Regions from separate parts of the Mus musculus genome. Here region 2 is linked to region 1. A link is a contact called in public promoter capture Hi-C data. All regions are on one chromosome and are shown on one strand. The core of a region is the stretch at or near the end of the contact, and the rest is flanking DNA. Distances in the headings are between cores, read along the strand shown.

Evidence for each region. Promoter capture Hi-C pulls out the DNA fragments that hold promoters and counts their contacts.
Region 2: a contact with region 1 is called in a promoter capture Hi-C map of hippocampal neurons, with 2.3 times the contacts expected there. The contact joins two enhancer-like sites. A contact is called at or near these places in 1 of 39 promoter capture datasets (hippocampal neurons) and 1 of 484 Hi-C or Micro-C datasets (cranial neural crest).

The regions. Positions count from the first base shown.
Region 1 is chr2:140,909,516-140,916,544 of GRCm38.p6, reverse strand. The region is part of intron 4 of Macrod2 (mono-ADP ribosylhydrolase 2); the gene reads right to left. Among named protein-coding and RNA genes, the nearest start is that of Flrt3, 240 kb to the right of the region's middle. Within about 2 kb of position 2,319, at least 5 of the 459 cell types and tissues checked have an H3K27ac peak or open chromatin away from gene starts, as enhancers often do. A contact at or near this core is called in hippocampal neurons, where this site is marked.
Region 2 is chr2:141,225,672-141,232,641 of GRCm38.p6, reverse strand. All of the region lies in intron 5 of Macrod2 (mono-ADP ribosylhydrolase 2), which reads right to left. Among named protein-coding and RNA genes, the nearest start is that of Gm25583, 410 kb to the left of the region's middle. Within about 2 kb of position 1,456, at least 30 of the 459 cell types and tissues checked have an H3K27ac peak or open chromatin away from gene starts, as enhancers often do. A contact at or near this core is called in hippocampal neurons, where this site is marked.

The DNA.
Region 1 (7,029 bases), core at 1,070-3,569:
CAACTCAACAGAGTATGATGGGGCCAGCTACAGATGTGAGCAACTGTGGTCCAATGTTGCTGGAGCCACTATCAGAGGCATGTAGCACATATTTTAGAGCTGTCTACTTGAAACAAAAACAAAGAGCCATTCTATCATTTGTTCCCATTGCACATTGATCAGAGACTGAGGCAGGCACCCAGTCTTCATCAAAGAGGCTTCATACTGCAGCAGACTGTGGCAGTTCATATAGAAACTGCCCAGTGTTAGAGCTAACAGATAGTCTCATGTGTAGCCCATCCCTTTAAGGTTCAGAGAATATTGCAGAAGGACATGTGGTGGGGGATATAATAGCTGGAGGGTGGGAAGATATGAAGGAAAACTAGTCTTCTGGATATGACATATGTGTTGCACTCATGAACTCACTATAAGACCTGAACAAGATGGGATCATCAACATCTCTTCATGAGTGACTCCCAACACTTTTTGGGAGAAGAGTACCATTTTCTTCAGTGGAGTAGCCTTTGATAAGTTGCCTTTGTTCTCACCCACAGTTGGGCAAGGAACTCAAATTGAACTCAGAAGTGCACACATGGAATGAATGTAGGAGATGAACTTGTGTGGAAGAACTGTCTCAGTGGGAAAGGAGAAGGAGGAGAACTGTCTCAGTGGAAAAGGGAGGAGGAGAAAACTGTTTAAGTGGGAAAGGGGGAGGGTATGAGAGAAGAGAGTGGGGGTGAAACTAAACTATCAAACAACTGGTATGCTAAGACTGTGCCATGTATGCAAATATCTAGAATCAGCTGATCCTCAAGAGACAGAAATGGTCCAGAATGGAATTTGAGGAACAGCAGGGGTAGGGCACCAGCTTTATTACTGTTTAGCTGGTACAGCAGCCACGAATGAAGCAGAACCACGGTTTGGGCAGATGTGAGGCAGGACATGAAAGTTGTTCATTACTCATGGACACCAAGGTGTCCATAGAAATCCATCTATGGAAATGGGGTGTAGTATAGTACTTTCAAAATAGTATAAACTCAGCCTCATAGAAAAGATAATTTTAAATGGAAAATCTATTCCACTGTCAAGCTACAATTCATTTGTTTAAGGTCAAGAAAAATTACTACAGTGAATAAAGACATGGCAAGTACTTAAAATCAGTGGTTCTCAGTTCCCTGCAAACTGGAGTCATGGAGTCTTGTCAAAATCGCAGATGTCCACATACTACACTCAGAAATTGTTATTTGATCTTGAAGGTGACCAAGGCACTAGGACTTAAAAAAGAACGAACAAACGAACGAACGAACGAAAGAAAGAAAGAAAGAAAGAAAGAAAGAAAGAAAGAAGAGAAAGAAAGAAAAGAAAGAAAGACCATTTTGCAGGTGATTCTAGTGTATAGTCTACATTGAAGAACACCGACTTTAAAGCACTTGTTCAGATCAAGAACATTTTAAATATTAGAAGAGCTTGGGACCAAAATGCTATGTCTCTAATTTAAGCACATGGATTGGACACTGCTACTACAAGTCCCTTAGTGTGTGCTGCTTAGGCCGTCCAACACATGGTCCGCTGTGACACAGCCTCAGTACTTGCAGGATGTTCCCAGGTAGACTGGTGGCTCTTCTTACATTCACAATGCCCAATGGCCAGAGGCCCAGTGTAACATTTTAGAAGTGTTCTTTGGAGATGAAGCTCTGCAGAGACTAAATAAATCAGCTTACTGACAGTGGATGAAGCATTTCACTACAGGATGCTTGCCTCATGTAGGCATCGCTAAGGAAGCTTGAAGTCATTAGGGTGTTAAGACAGGACAGAGCTCTGGAAGGCAAGTGTGGCTGCTGATTATTAGCTTCAAGCTTCTTTTATTTGGTAGAAAAGTGGGTGCTAAGGGCATGACCCCTAGTTTTCTTGATCAGCTCTAAGGCAGCCACCAGCACTTTAACCAGACCATCCCCTTAAGGAAAACCAGGGCTTTCGGTCAGCATGTTTACTGAGCACAGTCTGGGGCACACCAGTCTCCTGTTAGCACCAGAAGTGTCTTGAAATAGAAAACGCAGATATAAGCGATGGCATCCAATTCTGACTTGACAGTTGCAAATAACATTTTATAATGAGAATGATAATACTTGCTTTGGGTGTTTTTTCAGGCAAAGGAGAAGAAAATCCTATTTTATCAAGATCAATTGAAAAATGCAGTAACCGAGATAATGGAATAATCTATTTCATGCCAGTGCATGTTAACTCTGCATGCATTTCCACTTTTCGAAATGTAAGAACATACTGCAGTACTCCTAAATGCTAAAACTATTCAGGATGTGCAGGGCATCGCTGAGCAGTTCTGTGCATCATGTGGACATCTGCCACAATATACAACACTGCCAATTTTCCTCTGAGCTGATCTCCATCTATGTAGCTGAGTTAGCCTTTTCAACTAGATTATCAGGACTCAGATGTTTAATTTTTTTTTTATTTTTAAAGAAGGTCTCTAATCAACTTACTTTGAAAAATTCTACTAAGCAGCAAGGCACTTAATTATCTTGCTAACCTTTTGTTCCAACGCTTTGCAAATAATGACATGAAACATTCCCTCTTTTCTCTTCCAAGCTATTCTTCCTTCTGATTAGATTCTGCTTAAATAGCATCGTGTTCCTTCAAGTTCTTCCAAGACGAGGGATTTTCTTTAATCACCTGAAACCTGCTGGTCTGCCTCTTTAACATTCTGGGATATCTCATTCAACAAGCTTAAATCAACAGTGTGCCAACCCTCTCCTAACAGGTTGAGCACATTAATTGTCATCTCTTTATCAGGCTTTCATATAAATCCAAGCACATGAAGATACGCAGGGGGGAGTTTGGAAATGTGAGTGACTGCCATGCACTAAAATGCGCCTTTTTCTTCATGGACTTTGTGGGAAAAGAAAATGTTAATATGTTCAAGTTACATATTCCCAAGCAAAAGTAAACTTCTATTAAAAATAAAATGTGACAACCCCACAGAAATCAGATTACTCAGATATGTAACTGTTTTACCCTGGAAAAGCACAAAAGGCAACTATTAAATATGTGTTTCCATCTGATTATTAAATTTCTCTAACACCTATCAAAGAAATACTGTGTTTCAAAAATCAGATGCAGTTGCTTCTCAGAAAATAATAGAAACTCATTCCATATTTTTTAACATAGCTGGCACTTGAATTAAAAGAATATGAATGGTTTAAAAGGTAGACCCTAATGATGTTGGTTTCCAAGGCCTAGAGTACCAACAGCCCATGAAACACACAGTCCCCTTGAAGAAGATTCAGGGGAGAAAAGGTGTGCCTAGAGGCAACACCAAAAACTCACAAGAAGCCTGGGCACTAGACAGAAACTGTTCTCCACAGCCATGCAAGGCTGTTCAGCAGTAGCATGCGGCACCTGGATTACTTTGCAGGGAAGTTGCCTTGGGCTCATAGCAACTCGCTGTTCTATTCAAAAGCAGCACTTGAAAAATAAACTGCCTGTAATTAAATCCATCTGATATGTGCTTATAATACTTTTAGACTTTTGGCTGCAGAGACACAGAGCCTCACAAAATTAGATGCTGTATTATCAAAATTACTTATACTACAATTTATAAAGGATACAGGGTAGCCTTGAGTTTCTCTCTCTCTCTCTCTCTCTCTCTCTCTCTCTCTCTCTCTCTCTCTCTCTCTCTTTCTTTCTATATTATTTGCTAAAAGCAGGTCAATAAAAGATTCAGTAGATATTTTAGCAAAAGCTACACTTTGAGAGGAAGTCATCTAAATAAAATTCACAGGACTATTAACTCCTCCCTATATTAAATATAATGTTAATATCCCTATTATTAACATTAAATAACATTTAATAATATTAAATGCCCCTATCTCCACCTTACAAAATGATACAAATGCACAAAATCATGATTTACTTTTTTTGAACACACATATCCTACATATCCCCTATAACGGCTACCTTGTACCTGATTATTTTAAGTTGTATGAAGCAAACAGTGGATTTTTAAAATAACACTATCAGACTATTAGAGGTGATATGCTGCATAAAGTTACACTGTGAATAAACATTCAGAGGTAGCAGGCCACAGAATAGAAGGGACTCCAGTGAATTCTTTGGGAGCCCTGTGCTCTGGGCTTCCTCTATACCATGCATTCTGGGTTAGGGTGGGAGGTGGAGGTCAGAGCAGCCGCTTACACCAAGTGTTCTCATCTTACACCAAAGGAATTGGTATTCCCTTTTGTCTAGTTTCCTTTCCAGTTTAATGATTATAAGGGGTGATTGCTTTCAACTCTGACCCAAGCAACTCCTTGCACAGTTGAAAAGCTAACACTATAATCCTGAAGCTTGCACTTAAATAAAGTTAACATAGTAATCACCTTTTGTTGGTAAACAGTTGTGTTTGATGTATAGACTATATGTTTTCGAACGTCAGAAATGTCTTCCCTTTTTATTTATTTAACTTAGATTATTGAGACAGAGTCTCACGCTATGTTCCAGGTTAGCCTAGAACTCACAATGTAGCCCAGCCCCACCTGGAACTCATGGGCCCTGATATGCTTCATTGTCCTAGCTGCTGAGATTACAAGTGTGTGTGCATCTAGCAAAGGATCCAGGCTTATATAAGAGGCCTCTCGTAAGAGCTGCTTTGATTCTGTGGGAAGATCAAAACCAGTGAGGTGGCAGCAGGGCTTAGCGGTCCCGGTCATCTCCTTCCCTTGTCTTTAATTGCCCACGAAGAACAGCAGTTCTACTACATTTGTCTATCAAATTAAAGCCTGGGCCAAGATTTGCACATTTGGAGCCTCTGCTCAAGTGGGACAAGTCTCTCTCTCTCTCTGTGTGTCACTCTGAGGAAAGAGTCACGACATCCTTCCTTTTCTCTTATGAAACCAATCGTGGGCTTGAACAATCTGAATTGAGAATAAGAGTGCTGTTTCTGCTTCCTGATGCACACCCCCCCCCCCCAACAGTCACCTGCCTGCTTAAAAGACAGTTCATTATTTCACAATGTGAAGACCACGTGCTAGTTGTGTGCCTGAAATTTATATGGGTATGTCACTAGAAAACAATTTCCTTTCTGACAATTTCTGTATATTTATATAATTGCAGCATTATAAGCACTGTTCAGCAGAAAGATAAATACAAGTTCAGGTAATTTTATTGCATTGAATTGAGACATTAACATGATTTTCTTATGAAGTCCACCCACCTGTGGAGAACATTTAATTTTTAAAATTACATTTGTGCACAAGCTTATTTGCCAAATTTAAAAATGAGATGAATGAATAATAGATCTCTGCACTTAAAGTTACACTGTGTATACCCCTCACCCAAACAGAGCTCTGGTGATACGGACTACAGATTTTATCTGTAGTTATGATTAGCTAAAAGTATACATGTAAAAGGAAATAAGTGAAACTTAGAAAATTACTTTCTTATTTGAGACAGGATTGACAGCAGCCTGTGACTAGTCACAAGCTTCATTTGATCAGATATCTTGTGACAAAATATAAATAAAATAGTGACCAACCATCACTGTCAAATTTATGCTCAAGAGGGCCTTGGGCAGTTTTGAGATTTTTTTTTTTCAGGGAATTTCTGAGGTCAAATTATTCTAATAGTAATACTATATTATGTGACATTTTCTATCCTGTCCTCTTAAGGTAGTACAGTGGAGTTATCCAGAGGTTACATGTATTAGTCCATTTTTCACTACTGGAAAGAAATGCCTGAAGCTAGGTAACTTTATGATGAAAGAGGTTTGATTCATTCATAGTATTAGAGGTAAGAAGTAGAGGACTGAGCCTGAGATGAGGTCCTAATGGCAGATGGCATTACTTAAGAGCATGTGATGAGATCATATTACAAGAATGGACAACAAAGATAGATGGAGAAGTCAGGTCCAGTCTTAGAACACAACTTGATTTCCAGAATCCTAGGGCCTAAGGGTCTCCCTATGGATTCCACCTTCTCTGTTGTGGTTCAGTAGACCAATGAGGATCAAATCTGGGATCTCAGATACTGCTATCCCCTGTCCAGCCAGGGAGGGAAAGCAGGAGTAGGTGGGTGAGTGAGGAAGCACCCTCATAGAGACTGGGGGAAGGGGATAGATTAGGGGATTTCCAGAGGGAAGACTGGGAAAGGAGATAACATTTGAAATGTAAATAAAGAAAATATCCAATAAAAGAAAAAAAGAATCCTCCCTCCACACTGAGAACCAAGCCTCCAACTTATGGACCTTTGATAGATGAATCGCACTGAAATCATGGGCAGAGGCAGAAACACCAGAATCTAGCTCCTTTGTACAAAGCTGGATTTTAAAAGGGAGTTGCATAAATGTAAACCATTACTTTTCTCACTCATTTTTTTATTTGAAAATTTAATAGTCTTCCCCAAGGATTAGCTTCCTGATAGGCTATACAATCCAAAGCAAAGAGACCTAACAAAAATAAATTATAAACAATCTAAATGTATTCATAGACACACACAAATAAACAATAATTAAATAAGAAGAGGTCTCAGATTTAAGGATAAATATAAGGAGAGTTGGTTGAGAAAGGGAGGGATGGAAAATAAACTAGAGGAACTCAAGATTTCATTGTCATATACATTGATAGAACTTTTCCCCTTGAAACAAACTGTTTTTTTTTGAAAACTGAAGTAACCTCAAAAACTATTAAGCAATGAACAAAGCAAGTAGTATTCAAATATATTGAAAGTAATAAAAATAAATAGAAACTAAGCAAATATTTCCAAGTGGAATAACAATAATTGTTTCACGTGTGTGATGTAATAATTCTCTTTTTTTCGTTCCCATGTGTTTACTTATTCCCATAGTAATGACATGCCATCAGACTATGACACTGCTTCATGCATAGAGACAATGTGTTAGGCAAGCAAAATCTTAAATAAAAAAGCTCATAATTATAAGCATCACAAATACGTTAAGACTATATGCCATGTAGAATATGAACCTGCTCTGTCTCTGCCTCCACCTAGAGCCCATCAAACAAGAGGGCCTAAGTGATGCTTCAA
Region 2 (6,970 bases), core at 207-2,706, 320 kb before region 1:
GATGGAAGAAATAAACACACTGGGTAACACATGAAAGGATTATGGCCCTCTTACATCAGAGTCCTCCATCACAGAAATGTATGCAGCCATCATCCCTTTCCTTTCCTTAGAGCACTGCCACCACTTACTTTTGAGAACCTTGGATGTGATATGAAATAATCGAATTTGGGAGACTCACCAAGATACCCTCACCTTCCCCCAATATATATTTTCTTCCTTAGAAACAAAAATCCCTAAATCTTAGATAGGATTCCAGTAGTTTGTGAAAAGGATGCTGTTCCATTCAGTATGGTCATGTTCCTGCCTTCAGAATGGAAAAAGAGATGTTGATGAATACAGAGGGTTTGACCATCTAATTGTCCTCTTCTATACCCTGATGTTTTATTACACACAGGCTCAAAGAATCAAAGCAAACAACACATGTCCCCCACCTCCTCAATTGACAACCAGCATTTTAGTATTTTTGTTTTATGCAAGTATATCATCTGCCCGTTTGCCTATTCATTTGCCTACTTTTAATCAGTTTCAAAGTTGCATGCCTGAGAACAGTTCAGCCCTGAGATGTTTCCAGGGACCACAAGATGAAGAGATCTTCTCTGATTCACAAATGAGTAATAAGAGGGGGCAGAATTCAGAGCAACTTAGGTTATACAGATAATCACATCTTCCCAACTCACCTTCACAAACTGAATTTCTTGTCTTTTTGGACTCATTCCTACTCACCCGCAGGGCCCAAAAGAGTTTGAACTTTAGGGTCCAACAAAACCTTCAACTTGATCAGCATCTAGCATCCTTTGGCTGTGGTCATTGGAATATTCTGACTGCTAGGTTGAGCTCCCGGGTAGCAAGAGATCTGGAATTCTGCTCTTTGGGAAGAAAAGCTATACACTTCATGAGACTACTTTCAATTGCTTTTCTTCACTTTTTTCATGCACTTCAGGATAAGGATTAGCATCAGAGAAAACACTGCATCTTACATTTTTATACTCAGAACTTCTCCATGGAAATAAACAATTCTGCTAAAAAGCATATCCTGTTCCTCCTGATGAATTTGAAAGAACTTACGAATTCTTAAATACCACCCCCTCCCTCCTCAAATAAGTGCGTATACATAAAACTTATGTACCATCTGTCTGCAGGCTGTCACACACCCCAGGGGCTTTGCCCAACCTCCCTCTGATGGACAGCGATTCTGAGACTGCTCCTTCGCATTTCATCAAGAGTGATGACTCTCAGCCACCTTAATGTCACGGCTTGGAGGCTCCTGAAGCAATTGGTTTCGTAGTTTATTTTGTGAACTGTGCTGTGGACACAAGACTTTGAAAAGTAAAGCTCGAGTTCCAATCTAAAGATCTGAAAAGAACATTTTCAATCTGTTGGTGCAGACTGTTCTCCATCAGCCCAGCTGCCAGCAGTTACGCGTGGCACTGGGCAGCCTCACACAGTCGGGCACAGCCGCTCCTCTGGATGCTGAGGCAAGCCGAGCGCAGAGATTACCACATTATCATCTCCCGACTGAAGCCAGAGTTCCATTTAACAAGCTGACAAGAGCGCCAGGACCACAAAATAACAAGCAGAAACACGGTGTGGTATTTGTCAAAGATAAAGGGCTGAGGTGCAGCTTAAGGCTTCTCAGAGGCTCGGGAAGACATTCAAATCATCTGCCCCAAATGTTTTCAGTGCCTTGAACTTTCTCCCACATTGCTCTTATTTGGGGGTCCCCATTTTGGTACTGGATGCTTCCTTCAACTGGCGGCACTCCTTTGAAGAAACTAGAAATGTCCTCAGAGTCTGTTGATTTTCCTAACATGTTTTAAGTTTCTGCACATGCACTTTGCTTAAAAGGCCATGCCTACTTTCAGGTCTACATTATTGTTAAGCTTTTCTGGAGCTAATTTTACAAATTTCTTATGAACACATATATTTATATGCTGGAGGTCCACGTAATAGTATACAGCCTCTCTCTCTCTCTCTTTTTTTTCTTCTTGACTTTAAAGAAAGCACAGAGAGAGCTTTGTTTTTAAAATGTCATATGGGGTGGTTAGAAGTAGGGGAAAATATAGTGTTTAAGTCATAATCTAGCATGTCTATCTATCATATTGCTTTTATTGCATGAAATGATTTTTTAAAAGAATTTTAGAATTCTTTTTTTTTTCTTCTGAGTGTTCAAACCTAACAAATACAACAAAGAATATGGTATATATCAGAACTAATTTTTGAATACATCCATAAGTTTATTCAACAAAAATTAAAGAGAAACTATACACTTTAAATTCAAATATTATCTGGATTTAGGCAAATGCAAACCCTCTTATTTTTCTTTTTAGGTAAATTGCTATGAAATAATACTGCAAATCATCTATATGAAATCTCTCAAAACTGCAATGTGAGGATGGGTCTGCGGTTGCTTTTTCATGGTCTGGGGATCACAGTGCATGCGGCAGGGTGTGCAAAGGCTCATTGCGGGTACACACTTTATTTCCCATATCCTCAGCTCTTTCATACAGATTTTTATCCACCCCTCTCACAGTGAGATCATTTTCTTTGGCCACCACAGTGTGTAATTCTATCCAGTGGTTTGCATTTTGAAAACATTAGTCTAAATAAGCTTAAATGCATGTTAGCACCACACACTAGAGATTCTGGGGGAAACTCTCTGACACAGACTATGTGGGCGGTGTGCCCTACGATGGCTTAATAGAATCTTCAAGTCTAGGTCAGGAGTGAAATACTCCAACCGAGATCAGTAATAACAACAAATCCCCCACATGTTTCCACTGAGTGGGGAGCTGGAAGCACAACAGCGTTTCTTATTTTAGCTACAAAGGGAGACTGATTTGGAGCTGAAGCAAAAATATGAAGAAAAATTATGATTGAAGTATTTTCATTCAAAAACATCTCGTACATGAGAAAAGCCATTAATTGTTGAAAATATGAGACATTGCCACTAAATAAAAATAAATTATTCAATTACAGTTTTCAGCTGCCCAAGGTATCCATCCAGAAAGAAAGCTGATTAAGTTTTGGCCAGTGACAGAAACTAAACCAGATGGGACACAAACTGTTAACTACATATCATGTTCCATATGATTTAGCTACATTCTTAATATTCTAGGTAAAAATGTAAAAAAATACTAATAATTCCAGCTGATAAGTGTGGGAATGGGACAAGAAGAAAAGTTTCCAGAGGAAATAACTTCATATGGAAAAATGATAAATGGGGAGTTTGGAAAGGTCTGAGACATGAAATACTATCTACACATGATTGTTATGTCTTCAAATTCTGTCATAAACATAGTAACTAGGTTGGTCTGAAGTAGGTAGTGACTAATCCCATTTGAATTTGGACAGTCAGTTATTGAATAACCATAGTAATTGGTTCTTAGACTCAGAATAGGGGGAAGAAAAAAATGGTACCTCATTTCTATTTTAATTTTTTAGTGAGTGATACAGCATTTAATCTTAAGGCTATACAGACTTGAATGTATGTAGTAACACACACACACACACACACACACACACACAGCACCTTTGTTTTTAAAGCTAGTATTCCTTTTTGCATCTTGACTGACTGGAGAAATTACTTGGGTGTCCATGTTTCTGGATATTTCAAAATAGCTTGTATATAAGAACCAAGTATAGGCCCAGACCATCTGGGGAGCTGGAATGTGTGGAGGACAGCTTTCTTAATACAGAAGCATGTAGGTGGTCCCACTATGAGATCCTGACATGTCTTTTATAGGTAATTGAATGAGCCAATAAGGAGAGGAAAGATAAGCTTTAAGCTCATCAGTATCTCTTACCAGTTCCATTCGTTTAACCAAAACCTATCCCATCCTTCACTTAGTACTGAGCTTTTAAGGCAATATGTATTTTTATACCTTTTGGTTTACTTATAAGTAGATTCTTCTACATACGGGCTCCTCTTTGCTTTTCCAACAGCCACAGTTTAACTTTAGTCATATGTTTTCTGAAGTTTATGCTCCAGAATTCAATTCTCCCCAGTAGTCTACTCTTCTCTCTACTTAGCACATAATGAGGGAAATTCTAGAAGAGTCCCTGGAAGACTATCTGGAATATTCTAAGAGGGAATTCAGTAAAGTTTTCTTAGTAATGACTTTGAGAGGCCATTTAGTTCTAAAAATATATTTTAAATTATCCCTTTGTATTGTCAAAATCCTTTATATAGTTAGAATCATTTGAATATTTAGACATAATGAATTTAATAATTTGTAAGTGCACCTGCTATATGATTATCATTGAGTATTGAGTTTGCTATATTTAAAATATTTGAATTATATTGTCGGTTTGAAAATTATAGATAATTGGTCACTGAAGTGATGGAAATTATGGTATTCTAACAGGAGATAATGAGTCAAAGCCAAAGATAACAAAGGCCACAAGTGGCTACCCACCTCCTCCTCAAGACTGAGGGATGACTGGAGCAAGAATAATTACTGTATCTCCAGAAACAAATACAAGCTACTTAGAAAGAGAATGTTCACCCAAAGCTCACTGACCTTAAGCAGCTGTTACTTCTCATTTGATACTTTCCATACTTGATGCTTTGTCTACAACCCATAAGAATTCTCTTTTATGCCTAATCTAATACATACACACTTATGGGGTTGAAAATTAAAGTTTGATTAAACATGTTATGCATGACACACTTCTCTTCAACTCGACTTCATTTACATAGATGAAGAGAGAAAAGCTGCAGAACGATCATCCAGGAAGAGGATCATTTGTTCCCTGGTTTTATTCACCAAGAGTAAGCTTCACCACTTGGGCTTTGCAGACCTTTTTATTAGAAATCACTACAACAATCAACCCTGAAGCCTGTGTCAGACCTAGATCAGAATGTACACATGTGATGACTGAAGAAAAAGTACAGTGTGCCATGTAAGATCCTGAGTTCTAGTGCCAATGGGCCAAGATCTAAATCACATATCCATCAATGCCTTGTGATAGAGTTCCAGAATATTTTCCACTTCTGGGCTTCAGTTTTTCCATCTGTAAAATAGGCTAACAGTATCACACATGATACAGGTCAGAGAGGTAATTTATACAATTCACTTAGAGTATGGCCTACTATATAGTAGACTAGATTAGATTCCCAAGGAAGGCTTCTGCCACCTTTGAAACTGATGGGATAGTTCTTAGTCGACAGGACCATAGGGAACTCAAGAAATTGCAATTAAACTGTATATTCACACAAAAGTTAAAATATCACCTGAAAATTTAAACACGGTCCTGTAATGAAGCATCAAAGTCTCCCTCTCTCTTTGCCCCCCCTCCCGCCAGGCCCCCCCTCCCCCCGCCTCGCAGTGCTGAAAACTGAACCTCACACATGTTAGGCAAGTACTCTATTACTGAGATACAGCTTGGCTCTAGGGATGATTATGACTCTGAACTTTAAAACTCACATTGAACTGACTGAAGAATACATTCCTATAAGTAGCCATCATATATAGCACACTTTGATTTAGGAGGTCTGGGATAGGCTTCAGTATCGATCATTGTAGTGATTTCTTACTGGTCCACAAAGCCCTACCTGTGAAGTCTACTCACTGTGGTTGAAACTGAGGAGAAAACGCCCCTCTTCCTGGATGATTATTTATCTGCAGCTTTTTCTCCCCACCTATGTAAATGAAGATGAATTGAAAAAAAACTATGTCTAACCAAACTTTAATTTTTCACCCCCATATGTGTATATGTATTAGATTAGGCATAAATTAGAATTCTTACTATGTGTTATAGACAAAATAATTAGGAATGCTTTGCTGTGGGGAAATCATAGCATCTGAAACAATAGGTATGCTATTGCAAGGGTTTTAAACTCCAGGGTTACCTAACAAGCTTAGGATAAAAAATGAATAAGGTGGAGGGAAAAAAAGAAAAGCTACTGGGGTATCTACTGGTATCAAGAACCTAGTTATATGATTCAAAGAAAGACCCGTCGCTGAGCTTTAACCAAGCTATGACCTGTAATTGGAAAGAAGAGTCACAGAATGTTGAATTGATGGTTAGAGACCACAGAGATCCAAAAAATGGTGGGAGAAGCTGAAGCTTGTGAGAAGCCTTCCAATCTAACCAGCTGTTATTATCACCAACTACTTCATAGCCAGCTCAACAAATTTTCTTTCTTTTGGAACTCTTCATACTTTCAAAGCTGGAGAGTTATTTCTTCATTTTGAAAATGCAGGAGAAATCATTTCAGTGTGATATTTAGTTTCCTTGTGGTGTTTGCCTTGAATACATCAGTTGCAACTCCCTTGAGGAACTGAATGCTACAGAAGCACACTTCTGTGTCTCAACCTTCCTTCACCACCTCAGGATCACCAATTCTTCCTGCAGCTGGGCTCTGTATTGAAATGCAAAAGTGAGGAGTCCATGGCTGAGATTCTTTCAACTAGAATACAGACTAGAAGGGGAATGTGGTCTTCAATTCCTGACAGAATAACAATGAATAGTTGGTGGCCAACAGAATAGTGACATTTAGTGACCTCAGAGATCCTGGATTCCCACTTGAACTTTCTGGAAAGAGAACTTCATTTCATATCTGAAGTATAGAGAAGAGTCAAAGGACTTGGATGTGGCTAAAGTAGTTCTCAGCTGCTATATCTAGATATAATTCCAGAGGTTCTCAGAAAAATAATGCATGCCCAAGAACATGCACTTTACCTTTAGTTCTACGGTTTATTCTACACAGGACAGTAGGGTAAGGGCAGCTATTTCAAGAAAAGTAATTCATTTTCTTTTTTCTGTAGGCAGGTATCTTAGCAGGCTAGGCTGCTTTTAAGCTCAAGTAATCCTTCCACCTCTGTTTCTGATGTACATAAAGGTGTCATTCTTTTGGCATGAATATTCTAAAGTGACCACAACCTTATCTTATATTCTCCTCCATAGTTACATATCATTTAAGAAGAGGAAATTCAAACATAAAAATATAGTCCTAAAACAAAGGCAT